3 separate regions of the Mus musculus genome follow, and all the other regions are linked to region 1. A link is a contact called in public Hi-C and HiChIP or PLAC-seq data. All regions are on one chromosome and are shown on one strand. Each heading gives the region's core, a stretch centred on a gene start, on an enhancer-like site or on the middle of the called end of the contact. The rest is flanking DNA. Distances are from core to core; before and after follow the strand shown. Region 1 holds the start of Bin2 (bridging integrator 2). Region 2 overlaps Galnt6 (polypeptide N-acetylgalactosaminyltransferase 6). Region 3 holds the start of I730030J21Rik (RIKEN cDNA I730030J21 gene).

Region 1 (4,686 bases), core at 364-2,863:
TGTCTTGTTAGACTCCAGAGAGGCAAAGTTCAGGTAGGAAAAGTAACAAAGGCTGCGCACACAACTTTTATTTTCCTCTTGTCTTTCACACGATCTTAAAAGACTGAAGAATACAGAGCCCCTCCCTTCCCCTGTGGTCCTTTACACCAAGGACCTCATACATCTGTACCCCGTCAGTAATGTGAACCCCATGTGGGGGGAGCTGGGTGCCCTTGATCTACTCCAATGGCCTCTGCACCACCTTTACAAGGGAATACAAATCTTTCCATTGCTAAGTGTGCTAGGTACTTTACAGCCTCAAGTTCATGAACCCTCTCCTTTTAGCCCATGTCTCTTCTACTACAGTGTGGGTAGATGGTGGCTAGGCAAAGGAAGACTCTGGACAGGTAACATCACAATGCCTTTTAAGTGTGTAGGGAAGGGGCTGGGACGGAGCTCAGTTGGCAGGGTGCCTGGTTTCCTCAACCAGAAGCTGTAGGTACAACCTTCAGCATCTAAGAGATGTGATGACACATGCTTGCAACCCAGAAGATAGAGAGAGACGGGAGACCAGAAGTTCAAGGTCAAAGTGAGTTTGGGGGTGGGGGTACAAGAAACTGTCTCAAAAACATGTGAAGGGTGGTAAGAATGGGGTTCATACCTATGACCTTAGCTAGAGATCTCACCTTGAATACAAGACCAGCCCAGTCAACACGGTAAGACCCTGTCTCAAAAAAACAAAACAACCAAGCAAATAAAATAAACAGCGTGAAGAGTGTCTCCATAATCCATTTTCCCTTTTTTTTTTTTTTTTTTTTTTTGGAGACAGGGTCTATGTAGTCTAGGCTGTCCTGGAAGTCTCTGTGTAAACCAGGCAGATCTTGAGCTCACAGAGATCCTCCTGCCTCTGCCTCCCGAGGGCTGGGATTAAAGGCGTGTGCCCATCATTTGAATGGACTGGCAAATTATGGGAAGGACACCCAGAGGCTGTGGATCACCATCAAGGCAAAAGAATAGATGTAAGAAACTGGGGCTGGCTACTGGACACACGAGCTCCCCGCTCACCCCGAGGTAAAGAGTAGCTCAGGCTGGTCTTAAACTCAGTAATATAGCCTCGGATGCCTTGCGTTTTCTATCCACCCGCCTCCGTTTACACCAGTTTAAACAACACTCAAGTGTGGAGAACTGTGCAGTGTCCTGGTCCTCAGTGAATCCCCCAAGTCAAATTAAGTGGGGCGACTCACTGCCACCGCAGCCGCTGTCTCTTACTTTGGGGACAAGTATCTTCCAACTCATTCATCACCTGAGAGACGCCAGCCAGCCACCCTTGCCTTTGCGCTAGGACAAAATCTGTGACAAAGTTGACCACCACCATTCGTTCCTTCCTGTCGCCTTTTCTGGGTCAGGCTGAGGGTTGCCGAAGGCTCCTGCGAAACAGCTGTCTCCTCAGCTGCTCCCTTCTCTCCCACGTCGGCCAATGTTCGTGGACACCCATTCCCCGCCCGTTCTGGGGCAGCAGGACCCTTTCTCCTCAGGCTGCCTACCTTCTCCTGGGCCCTGCTGAACTTCTTCTGCATCTGCTTGGCGAAGAGGCCAGCCGCTCCGCCCGCCTTGCCCTCTGCCATCCTGCCGGCTGCGGGGGCGCAGCCTGGACCTGTGGTTTCTAGAGGCCCCTGAGAGGAAGTGCGTCCTCCCAGCATGCCTTGCGTGATGCTCAGAGGGCGGGCCTTCACACCCTTACAGCCTCCTGCTGGGGCGTGGTCGGCCTGGACCACCCAATGCCACCTCTCGAGGACCATTGGAAACCCATCACTACCCAGATTCCCGAGAGGACCACTGCAGCCCACCACTGGCCATCACGGGAGGACCTTGGGACTCCATCACTGCCCAATACTCCAGGTGTACCACTGAAGCCCCATCACTGTCCAACTCCCCAGGTGGACCATTGGGGTCCCATCACTGTCCATGTCCCCAGGAGGACGACTAGGACCCCATCATGGTCCAGATCCCCAGGAGGACCATTGGAACCCCATCATTGTTCAGCTCCCCGAGAGAACTACTGGGGCCCCCTCACTGCCCAGCTCCCTGGAAAGACCACTGGTCACCAGGATGGGGTCCACAGAGGCATCTGGAGCTGGGAGAGCAGCTAAGCTGGTTCTGAGAAGTTGGCAGAGAACGGGTTGTTCAGGGTGGATTTTGGTGCGCACACACTCTTAAAACCAGCTTGGAAATGCTGCCCCTGCAGTAGAGAAAGATTCCCCTCCCCTCCCCCGCCCCCACCCTTGAACGGGCTCTTTGAATGTGGACCGTGACTCATTGGTTCCATACCCGAACAGCATTAGAAAGTGAGGAGACACAAAAGACTGAGTTTGGGCTGGAGAGATGGCTCAGCCGTTAAGAGCACCGGTTGTTCTTCCAGAGGTCCTGAGTTCAATTCCTAGCAACCACATGGTGGCTCATAGACATCTGTAATGGGATCTGATGCCCTCTTCTGGTGTGTCTAAAGACAGCTACAGTGTACTCTATATAAATAAAATAAAATGAAATGAAATGAAAAAAAAAAAAGTAAAAACCAAAAGGCCCAGTTTCATCCAGTGAGGACGTTTAATGGACCAGAGACCACCTACCAGCTGCAGGGTATTGATGCTGAGTGACCATGGCTCAGCCTGGATGGCAGCTTAACCAGTTCTAAGCCTGGGAATTGTGGGGACAGAGTGCAGAAGGTGAGCATAATCCAGATCTGGATTGGAAGGGGAGAAAGACTGGAGAGATGGGGTCCTCAGGAGACAGGGTGCCATTCATAATATGCTAAGGAGGAGAGGAGGGGAGAGGCCTGAACTGGACAGAGGAGAACAAGACTCTCCAGGCAAAGCATGGAGCATTATATGGACACAGTGTGAATTTAGTCACAGATTATACAAACTGGAGTGGGGCTACAGAGATTACAAATCTGGTTTCTCTAGGAAACCGGTCTTCCAATGAACTTACACCTGACCACTGAGAAAGGATAGCCAGAAAATAGGGATACTAGGTTTGGGGAAACATTTATTCCAGAATCTTAGCAAGCTGGTAAAATTCCCTCAAGGAAAGAAAGAGGTCACAACAGGCTTCCTGTGGGAGAAGGCAGAAAGAAGCTGGAGGTCTGCCACAAAACTGCCTGCTTTTGTTTTCTGTTTCTTTCATCTAAACAGACGATGCACTAAAGGTCAGCGGTGTACCAGGCATACACCAGGAAGCCAGGCAGGAAAGACGACTCTGATCTCCAGGCGCTTACTTTGGAGGTAGATTGGCAATCCCATGATCTGTAAGGTATGCAGTTCATTTATAGAGGTGGGGGCTGGAGAGATGGCTCAATGGTTAAGAACACTGACTGCTCTCCCAGAGGTCCTGGGTTCAATTCTCAGCGCCCACGTGGTGGCTCACAAACATCTGTAATGGGATCCGATGCCCTCTTCTGGTGTGTCTGAAGACAGTGACAGTGTACTCACATACATGAAATAAATAAAATCTTTGGTAAAAAAAATAAGAGATGGATACAAGCTTTTTAAGCAATAGGTGCTTAGGGAGTGTATGTTAGCTTTGGTGGTGGTCTGGGAGAGGCAGATTAAGAAAATGGAAGGACAGAAATAAAAAAAAAAAAAAAGAAAATGGAAGGACTTCATATAGCATAGAAGAGAGTGGAGAAATCTTGAGAATATTGGTCTTGCTGAGATGCTAGGAGAAGACAGAAAAGGCAGCCAGGGTGTCATTAGCAGATGGCTGAGGCCCCTGTCACTCCCAGGACTTCTCAGAACTGCAGCAGAGTGCCCTGACTGTAACCTTCTAAGACACTCTTGTCTTTCTTAACGTGTGCTTAAGACAGGGCCTCACCTGTAGCCCATGCTGGCCTGGAACTCAGGCAATCCTACCTCACCTTCCAAGAACCGAGATTACAGGTGTGCACTACCATACCTGACTCAGAATCTCTTTAGCGCCCAAGAAACTGGTGTTCGGTCAGGCAGTGCCAGAGCAGGAAGCTGACAGGATCCCTTGAAGTAAATGGAGAGACCAAGCCACAATGTTTGAAGAGAATAATATGAGTGTCACACAACTGGACTCACTTAAAAATAAGCTACACCAAGAGCCAGGCTAGCAAGCAGCAGTCCATGGCTTCCATGGCCGGTCTTTTATCCTAATGTTGATGTGTCTCTGCCCATCGGTAGGAGTTTGTCTTCACAATCTGGTCACTGGTGCTGAGGAAAAGAGTAAAATGAAGTTTGGAAATGTGTAAGGCTTGAGCAAACAGGCATGTCACAAGATGGTATGGCGTGGCTTAAGGCTACCTTTGATAGAGACAACAAACCAAACCAAAACAAAGGCTGTTTCTCATAACAGGAAAGACTGATAATATTCTTAGATTATCCCTACTCTTCAGTTGTGGAGTTAGGGCAGGAACTTAGACATCCTAACTCTGGTCCAGCCTCTTATAGTATACACAGTGATGTGGACGTTATAGTATGTATAATGATGTAGAAGTTATAGTATACACAGTGATGTAAGGTTATGGTATACACAGTGATGTTAGGTTATATAGTGAGACATAGTGAGACAGGGGTTTTGGTATATACTCTGATGTTAGGTTATAATATACACAGTGATGCAGAGATTATAGTATACACTGTGGTGCCAAGGTTATAGTATACACTGTGATATAGAGGTTATAGTATA
Region 2 (4,385 bases), core at 574-3,073, 37 kb after region 1:
CTGCCTAGTGTGGGGGCTTCTTTTGGCCACAGTGGATAGAGATACATTCCTAAGGACCCTGGGACTCCATCTGAAATCCTCAGGACACAGAACATAGTTTTACTTCAAAGGACTCCATTTGGAGCATCCTCCATCTTATGTCTTAACTGTTAAGTTTGACGGTCCTGGAACCTGCTCTGTAGACCAGACTGGCCTCAGATTCCCCCTGCCTCTGCCTCCCCCGTGCTGCAATTAAAAAGACATTGTATCACTTCATCCAGCTTCTGTTTTTTGAAAAAAGATTGTCAAAATTATGCACATGTGTGTATGTCTGTGTTAAAATTACACACGTAGCCGGGTATGGTGGCACACACCTTTAATTCCAGCACTCCAGAGGCAGAGGCAGGCGGATTTCTGAGTTCGAGGCCAGCCTGGTCTACAGAGTGAGTTCCAGGACAGCCAGGGCTACACAGAGAAACCCTGTCTCGAAAAAAAAAAAATGCACGTGTGTGTGTATGTGTGTGTGTGTGTGTGTGTGTGTGTGTGTGTGTGTGTGTGTGTGTGTCTGTGCCCGCAAGTACAATGATGCAGAGGATGTCGGATCCCTTGGAGCTGGAGTTAAGAGGCAGGTTTGAGGCGCCCAGTGTGCCAATCTTGGGTCCTCCAGAAACCCAGTGTATGCTTTTAATTCCTGAACAGTCCCTCCAGCCCTCCCCTAGTTCTTAACTGTAGAATGGAGGCGCATGCTGTTTTGGCAGTGGAGGATGTCTCTGACAATTGTGTCCTTCCCTTCCGATTGTGGGTTCACAATTGGGCCTTCCTCTGTACACAATGCTTTGTAAGTCACAATATCAAACACACACACACACACTTGAACACCTACTATGTGCCAGTCACTAATGCAGGTGTTTTCATGCTGGCTTCATTTCCCCATCTCTCTATTGTTGTCACTAATATCAAAGACACACACACATACACCCAAATACCTGAGCACCTACTATGTGCCAGTCACTAAAGCTGGTGCTTTCACACTGACTTCATTTCTCCATCTCTCTATGAAGCTTACACTGTGGAACAGGGCATACCTACCTACCCTAGGGTTAACAGACAAAGTCAAGACTTGGAGCTCAGGTTATCCTAGTTACCATGATGACAACAGGATCCTAACCAGCCTTTGTGAGAAGATATACCTCCTCCAGGAGCCAAGAGGGCACCCACAGGGACTTAACAAGCATGAGCAGCTTGGGTTGAGGGGATCTCTTGCCCCCACCCAACCCCTCCTAAGTTATCTCCAGTCTTTATGCTTCTCCCTGTGCCAGACCCCAAGGAGAAGAGTGTGAAAGGGATTTATTCCGCCAAGCTCCCCTTTGGTTACTGCCTGGGAGAGCAGAGCCCCAGGGAAAGAAACTACAATTTGAAACTTGAGCTCTTCTGCTTTGTCTTCTCCAGTCCTCCTGGTAGGCAAGTGTCCCTGACCCACTAGCCTTGCAAATGAAACACTTCAGGCAGTCACCCGAGAGGGGGACTTGTCTTACTCCAGAAACGGAGCCACTTGTCTCTGGTGCCAGAATCTGGCTGCTCCAATTTAGCCTTCTATGGTGGCTTCAACACTGCAATGACTTAGCAAGTGTCTGCAATGCACTGTGCGATGCTGGACCCTGGCCTTCGTAGGGAAGGCCTGCCGTCATGGGACATGTGAGCCACAACCCGGCCACAACCTGGTGTTGCTGACAGGAAGGGAGGAACCCAGCTGGGCCTTCATCCTCTCAGCAGCTCAGCGGAAGCCTCCCTGAGACCCCACTTAGTTCCCCAGAGGAAGCCTTGGTGGAGATAACTCACGGGCAAGCATCACAGGAAGCGGGCTGTGTGGTTAGACAGTGAGAAGCACTGAGCTGTGACTTCAAGGGCCCTGTGCTATACAGCTCTCCCACGCCTTCCTTCTAGTCTCAGGAGGCTGGGCTAGAGGCTGCAGGTTCTGGTCCTCAGGCCCTTGAAGGACAGTCAGACAACTCTCTGCAACAGTCCTCTGTCTGTCTATCCTACCTGCTGTTTGTCCCACCTCTGGAGTTACTGGAAAAAAAAGACCCAGGAAAGAATATAGCACAGCTGAGTAAGAGACAGGAGGGCCAGCATATGGTCCCTCAGGCTTAGTTGCCATGGTCTGCCACTACCACCCAACCTTACTCCTCAGGTCAAGAGGTAAATGCCCCTTTCTTCTACCCCATGCAGCTCACGGCTCACATGGCACAGCCCCATGGCTCATACTACACAGCCCATGGCTCACACTCCACAGCCCATAGCTCACACTCCACAGCCCATGGCTCACACTGCACAGCCCATGGCTCACACTACACAGCCCATAGCTCACACTTTGCAGCCCATGGTTCACACTGCACAGCCCATGGCTCACACTGCACAGCCCATGGCTCACATGCACAGCCCATGGCTCACACTGCACAGCCCATGGCTCACACTGCACAGCCCATGGCTCACATTCACAGCCCATGGCTCACATGCACAGCCCATGGCTCACACTGCACAGCCCATGGCTCACACTCCACAGCCCATGGCTCACACTGCACAGCCCATGGCTCACACTACACAGCCCATAGCTCACACTTTGCAGCCCATGGCTCACACTGCACAGCCCATGGCTCACACTGTACAGCCCATGGCTCACACTGCACAGCCCATGGTTCACACTGCACAGCCCATGGCTCACATTCACAGCCCATGGTTCACACTGTGCAGCCCACAGCTCACACTGCGCAGCCCATGGCTCACACTGCACAGCCCATGGCTCACATGCACAGCCCATGGCTCACACTGTGCAGCCCACAGCTCACACTACACAGCCCATGGCTCATACTGTGCACCCAGGACTTCCCTCCTAACTTCGCAGTCTTCACTTGGATGTCTGACAGAAAGCTAACTTACCTCAAACCTGAACAAAACTCTGCACCTCAGTCCATGCCCTACCCCATATCCCCACATGACCTCAGCACCAGCACCCGTTATCCACTCCACCCTGAGCCAAGCTGAGTTCTCCCTGCCCCTTCCCTACCGGATTAGTTTTTAACCTGTTCCTATGGTCGCCTTAGTTATAACAGTCAACTGCTCTTCCAGACTCTTCTCCATATTGTCTCCCAGAATGTTCTAGATATGGAAGCAACCTTAAACTGCAGTTTTCTGGCCTGGGAGGCAGAGGCAGGTGGATCTCTGAATTTGGGGCCAGTCTGGTCTACGAGTGAGTTCCAGGACAGCCAGGGCTACACAGAGAAACCCTGCCTTGAAAAACACCAAAACCAAACCAACCAAGCAACTAAACACCACCACCACCGTGCCTGCAGGTTCCTCTGTCTCTTTACTGTCTGATGGTGCTGGAGCCAGAGTTCAGAGCCTCGGGCATGCCAGGTTGAGTGCTCTGCCACAGGACATTGCCCTAGCTCCAGAGCTCTCCCTACTTTCTCTTCAGAGTCTCTCAGCCAGGACAGCCTCCAACTCTTTATTTTTCCTTTTTTTTTTTTTTTTTTTTTTTTGAGTTTCAAATAAAAATACTTTGTGATGTTTCTGCTTGCATGTATGTCTGTGCATCACGTTATATATGCATTATGCTATGTGTCATTTCTGTGGAGGCCAAAAGAAGGTGTTGGATCCCCTAGAGTAGGAGTTGTGACCAGCCAGGTGGCTGCTGGGAATGTAGCCTAGGTCCTCGGAAAGAGCAGCCAGTGCTCATAAGTGTCGAGTCATCTCTCCTTCAGGCCTTGGCCTCTCTCCTGCCCCTGGTTTCAAACCCGCCCTGAGTGTCTGATCCTTCTGTGTCCACCTCCGGTACCCTGGCATTACACACATGTGGCATCATGCTCGGTTAATGCCATGCTATAGGTTGAACCCAGGACCTTGTGCATGCTAAAGCAAGCACTGTACTGACTGAATTATATTCTTGGCTCCCTCCTCCCCCTCCCCCTGCCCCTCCTTCCTTCTTCCTATGCCTCAGAGTTATCACTTAAAACTGTCAATCAGATCATTTGTGAGCTTGGCTTTTTTTTTTTTTTTTTAAAGACACGGTGTCACTATGTGGTCCAGGCTGGACTCAGGCTCCAAGTATCAAATACTCATATAATCATGGTTACAGGGCTGCTGTGGGGCACCTGGGTAGGAGGACAGAAAGCAGGAACACTGTCCCTCAGAGACACAGCCCTTGTGTGTGTGTAATAAGAACCGGTTAATCTGATCAAACAGTCAAATGTGTGGGCAATTTTATCCTGTGTGGACAGACGTGCAAAGGTTGGTTTTCTGTTCCCCAGGTAACAGCACTCAGCGTCAGGCCTGAGGAAGGGTTTTGGATAGCGTGTCTCTAGGATCACATGCAGACATGTGACGATGAATGTCACCATGGGCAAGGA
Region 3 (4,158 bases), core at 1,092-3,591, 63 kb after region 1:
CATGTGTGTTTTCTGAGAAAGAGTCTCAAGTGGACAAAGGTAGTCTTGAACTCCCTACATAATATAGTTGAGTTTTGGCTTTTTTAAAAAAAAAAAAAACTACTTTATTAGGTTCTTATACGTCTACCTCCCGACTTTTATTACAAACCCCAACAGTAGGTTGGAGAGAAAGAAGTTAGAGGAGAAAGGGGGTGTATATAGACTACTTCTTGATGATTAGGGGTTCTGGTTCTCTGGGGCAAGATAGATAGGTATAGACACACACACAACACACACACACACACTCATTCCCACAACATAACTGGGTTTTAAAAGAAACCAAAATTCTCCATAGACTCGAGGATGGCCTTGTGCTCCTGATCCTCTGGCCTCGGCGTCTGCAGCTCTGAGATTACAGAAGTGATGTACCATGATCCCCAAGTTCGGATGCTTTCTGGTAGACATTGATCCCAGCATTTCGGAAGCAGGAGGATGCAGGAGGATCTGTGGCTGCAGACAACACAGTGAAAGGAAGCTTGAGATGAATATCGATACTCTGCCTCCAAAAAACAAACAAACACCACGGGGGGGGGGGGGGGAAATGGAATGGATCTTTCTGTTTTGGTTGATGTTAAAATGGCTTTGCAGTTTTGAGTCTCTAAGGCTCAGGGGCCAGGACCCAGCACCCCTGTCGTTGAATTGAGCGCTCAGAGGGGACCAGAGGCATTCTGGGAAGGCCAGGAGATCACAGCGGGGAAGTTTACTGAGCTTGCTTACTTAGGTGAAGGGTGACACTTTACCAGGCTTTGGGATCACCAACATTTCCTGCTGCAGATAATGGGCCGCCGCTGTCTTTGCTTCTCGTCCCTTGGGTGTGAGACTCGGTGGTTTGGCCTTTGCTCCCACCTCCCTTTCACTTAGCTCTTCGACCTTCAGCACTGTGTGATCTTAGTCAGGTCCCAACTTGACCTGAGGGACCTCAGACTGCTCCAGGGTAGGCTCATGACCTCTTACTCTGCCTTGGAGCGTGAAAGAGACTGTTTGGCTTTTCGAGGAGTGCCAGCCGATGTGTGTACCTCAAATTCTGAAGCTGTTATTAATGAGTTCACTTTGGGAATAAGAAGTTGATTAGCGTTCATTAGTTATGGGAAACAAAGGTTTCATTATGACACTTCGTAGATGTATATATAATGCACTTTGATCATTTTCAATCTGTTTCTTTTAGTGATTTGTGTGTGTGTGTTGTACATGCAGGTCAGAGGTCATCTATCTATCTATCTATCTATCTATCTATCTATCTATCTATCTATCTATCTGATTCAGAATCTCTCTAAGTAACCCTAGCTGTCTGAGAATTCATTATGTAAATCAGGCTGGCTTCAAACTCAGAGATCCACCTGCCTCTACCTCTCTAGTGTGGGGATTAAAGGTGTGAGCCACCCCCCCTTTCATTTTTGCATTTCAAGAAAAGGCCTCCTGTAGCTAGCCAAGCTGGTCTCAATCCTCGTGAGTCAGCCTCTCAAGTGCTGGGATTAGACAAATGAACCACCATGCCTGACTATGATTTTAAAGGTGACTTAAGTCTTCATAATGACTAGCTGTCTAATTTGGAGGTGCCTGCTGTAGACTTATCCCTAAAACACTGCGTTCTCTCCTAGCAGGGGTTGGGGAGGGCTCCCTTCCCCACTGCATGGGAAGGTTCTGATGCACCACAGGGCAGAAGGGGACACCCTGACCTCCGCTGGTGGCAGCCCACTTAAAATTTGGCTTTCATTAATTGAACACGGTGACACACACCTCCAATCCAAGCAGCTGAGAGAGGGAGACAGGAGGATCAGGGTTCAAGGTCACTGTTGGCTAAATAAGTTTGAGACCATTGTGGGCTGCATGAGACCCTAACTCAAAAAGGGGGGAGGGGCATCGATGTGTCTCAGCAGGTGAAAGCACTTGTGCAACCTCTGATCCCTGAGTTTAGTCCCCAGAACTTACATGGTAAGAGAATCGATTCCCAAAAGTTGTCCTTGTTCTCCACACAAGCACCCACACTCACTCACACCCACGGTACTAATAAAGAAAAGAAAAGAACATGATTTCTGTTAAATGACAAGTTTATATGTGTACTAAATAAAGGGAAAATCGGGCACCAGGACAAGATGCCTCCCAACCTGCTGTCCGGCTCCTGAAGAAGTCATCCACACATGCTCACAACCATCCTTAGGCACTTCTGAGGTGGCAGGCTCAGATTCTCTCAGCTGCAAGGACTTGAGATGGGCCTTCCTAGAAGCTTTGTAAATTTCATTATCTTCCCGCACAGGCTGCTGTTTGTTGCTCTACCATTTAGGTTCTGGTTTGGAGTGCTCTGCACTTCCGTCTCCTTTTTTCTTTTTTTCAAGGGGCTTCCCCACCATAGCGCAGGAAGTTCAGTGAGGAGCAGATCTGCTGAAGCAGAGAGACAAGGCAGCTTTGTGAGCTGGTGACGTCAGTTCTGCCCCTTATGGCTCCCTTCCTCCCACTCTCAGGCCCTGGAGAGAGACAGCGGCTTCTGAGTGTGGCAGACTCAGGGGAGGGGAGTCTTGCCCTTCACAGAGAGGGCTAGCCTCTTATCCAGAAACACTTGTGGGGGCCAGGCGAGGTGCCTCTGTGGGGAAAAGTACAATCCCAATGAGCTGAGTTTGATCCCCAGATACCACACCAGCATAGGCCAGAAATCACAGAAGTGTGATGATGTAGGTTAGAAGTGCGGACTGGGTTAAGGGCACTGACTGTTCTTCCAGAGGAACGGAGTTCAAATCCCAGCACCCACATGGCAGCTTACAACTGTCTGTAACTCCAAGATCTGACGTGCCCACATAGATGTACATGCAGGCAGAATGCCAGTGCACATAAAATAAAGGGTAAATAAACTTTTAAAAAAGTCAGGAGGTTAAAGGTCGTCTTGACTGCAAAGTAAGTTTGAGGCCAGCCTAACAAAACCAAAAATCTGAAGCCAGTGGCGTATACTGTAATCCCAGTGTCTGGGAGTTGGAAGCAAGAGAGATCCGGAGTCCTTGGCTACATCCAGGCCAGACTCAGGAACATGAGACCCTATCTCCAAACCAAACCAGAACCCAACTCTAAAACAACAGCCAAAACCCAAAACAAAGTGCGGTTTGTTTATTTTTTTAATGCTTTTAGTCTCTGGTAAATAATAAACAACACTACCTTCTAATCCTACAGTGTTGTTGGTGGCTTTCTCCTTCCTTCCTTCCTTCCTTCCTTCCTTCCTTCCTTCCTTCCTTCCTCTTCCTTCCTTCCTTCCTTTAAAGATTGTTTTGTTATGGTTGTTGGTGCTTTGAAATAGGGTTTTTATTTATATACAACTCAAGCTGGCCTAGAGCTGCTCTGTGGTGTCCACCAGAGATGACTGCGCACACACAGTTTAAACCGATACGAAGTCTATTAGCCGGCCCCGGCCAGCAGGACACTGGGTGTTATAACGAGATCCCTGTGTAGCCAAGTCTTTTCTCTTTAAGGATAAAAACCACATTCTGTTGACACATTTCAGTTAGCAAGAACAGTTAGCTAGAAGCAGAACTACAGAAGCCAAAGCAAGGTTAGTACGCTCTGAGACTTTCCCAGAGCCGTGGACTTAGGTGGATTAGGTCTGTTTTAGTTGCAGGTGGTGCTGTCTACGGGCTGAGTTTCACACTCTGGATGGTGCTTCCATCACGGGGTCAACTGTGCTAAGATCTGTGGCCCTGTCACAGGGTTACATCCTCCTGCCTCAAACAGTGGGGTACCACCGTATCTGGCCTCTAAATACTGTTGAAGTCTGCTGTGCTGGCCTCTGTGTGAGCACAGGTACACGGAGATACAAAGACAGGCAAGCCTTCGCTCTTTTCTAGATCCCAGTGGTCAGACTGGGGAGCCTGACGGTTATAAGAGGATTTAAGCCTGGGTAGAGGTCAGTACTAGAGTATAGCAAATGAGATATTTGTCTTATGTGGAAAATTTAGGGGGCAAAGTACCCAATAATCAAGAGAAATGTGTATTTATATATGTGAGAGACAAGGTTTTGTGCAGTTCAGGTTGGCCTGGAATTCATTATTTAGACAAAGATGTTGTTGAACTTGTGATTCTCCTGCCTTTTGCTTCCAGGTGATAAGATTGCAGGCACACACTACCATGCCCTGCCGAGAA

What was found. A called contact is a pair of places that touch in the nucleus more often than the background predicts. HiChIP or PLAC-seq counts read pairs in DNA pulled down with a chosen protein or histone mark.
Region 2: a contact with region 1 is called in a Hi-C map of natural killer cells, with 5 times the contacts expected there. The contact joins the enhancer-like site here to the promoter of Bin2 in region 1. A contact is called at or near these places in 1 of 39 promoter capture datasets (hippocampal neurons), 1 of 15 datasets of contacts at CTCF or cohesin (CD8 T cells), 5 of 484 Hi-C or Micro-C datasets (CD4 T cells, CD8 T cells, Th1 cells and 2 more), 7 of 115 datasets of contacts at active chromatin or transcription factors (CD8 T cells, the HPC-7 cell line, the SCID.adh cell line and 3 more) and 4 of 9 other capture datasets (adipose tissue, bone marrow-derived macrophages, liver and 1 more).
Region 3: a contact with region 1 is called in an H3K27ac HiChIP or PLAC-seq map of embryonic stem cells, with 6 read pairs. The contact joins the promoter of I730030J21Rik here to the promoter of Bin2 in region 1. A contact is called at or near these places in 2 of 39 promoter capture datasets (the HPC-7 cell line and hippocampal neurons), 9 of 484 Hi-C or Micro-C datasets (B cells, CD4 T cells, CD8 T cells and 5 more), 4 of 115 datasets of contacts at active chromatin or transcription factors (CD8 T cells, the HPC-7 cell line, effector CD8 T cells and 1 more) and 3 of 9 other capture datasets (adipose tissue, liver and pancreatic islet).

What each region holds. Positions count from the first base shown.
Region 1 is chr15:100,667,890-100,672,575 of GRCm38.p6, forward strand. Bin2 (bridging integrator 2) reads right to left here and starts at 1,614. Exons shown (of 11, transcript NM_001270537.2): 1 at 1,524-1,614. The coding sequence starts at 1,604.
Region 2 is chr15:100,704,643-100,709,027 of GRCm38.p6, forward strand. All of the region lies in intron 4 of Galnt6 (polypeptide N-acetylgalactosaminyltransferase 6), which reads right to left. Among named protein-coding and RNA genes, the nearest start is that of Galnt6os, 11 kb to the left of the region's middle. Within about 2 kb of position 1,824, at least 112 of the 459 cell types and tissues checked have an H3K27ac peak or open chromatin away from gene starts, as enhancers often do. A contact at or near this core is called in CD8 T cells, the HPC-7 cell line, the SCID.adh cell line and 4 more, where this site is marked.
Region 3 is chr15:100,730,396-100,734,553 of GRCm38.p6, forward strand. It overlaps I730030J21Rik (RIKEN cDNA I730030J21 gene), which reads right to left and starts at 2,342. Exons shown (of 3, transcript NR_045782.1): 1 at 2,145-2,342; 2 at 1,969-2,043; 3 at 110-489.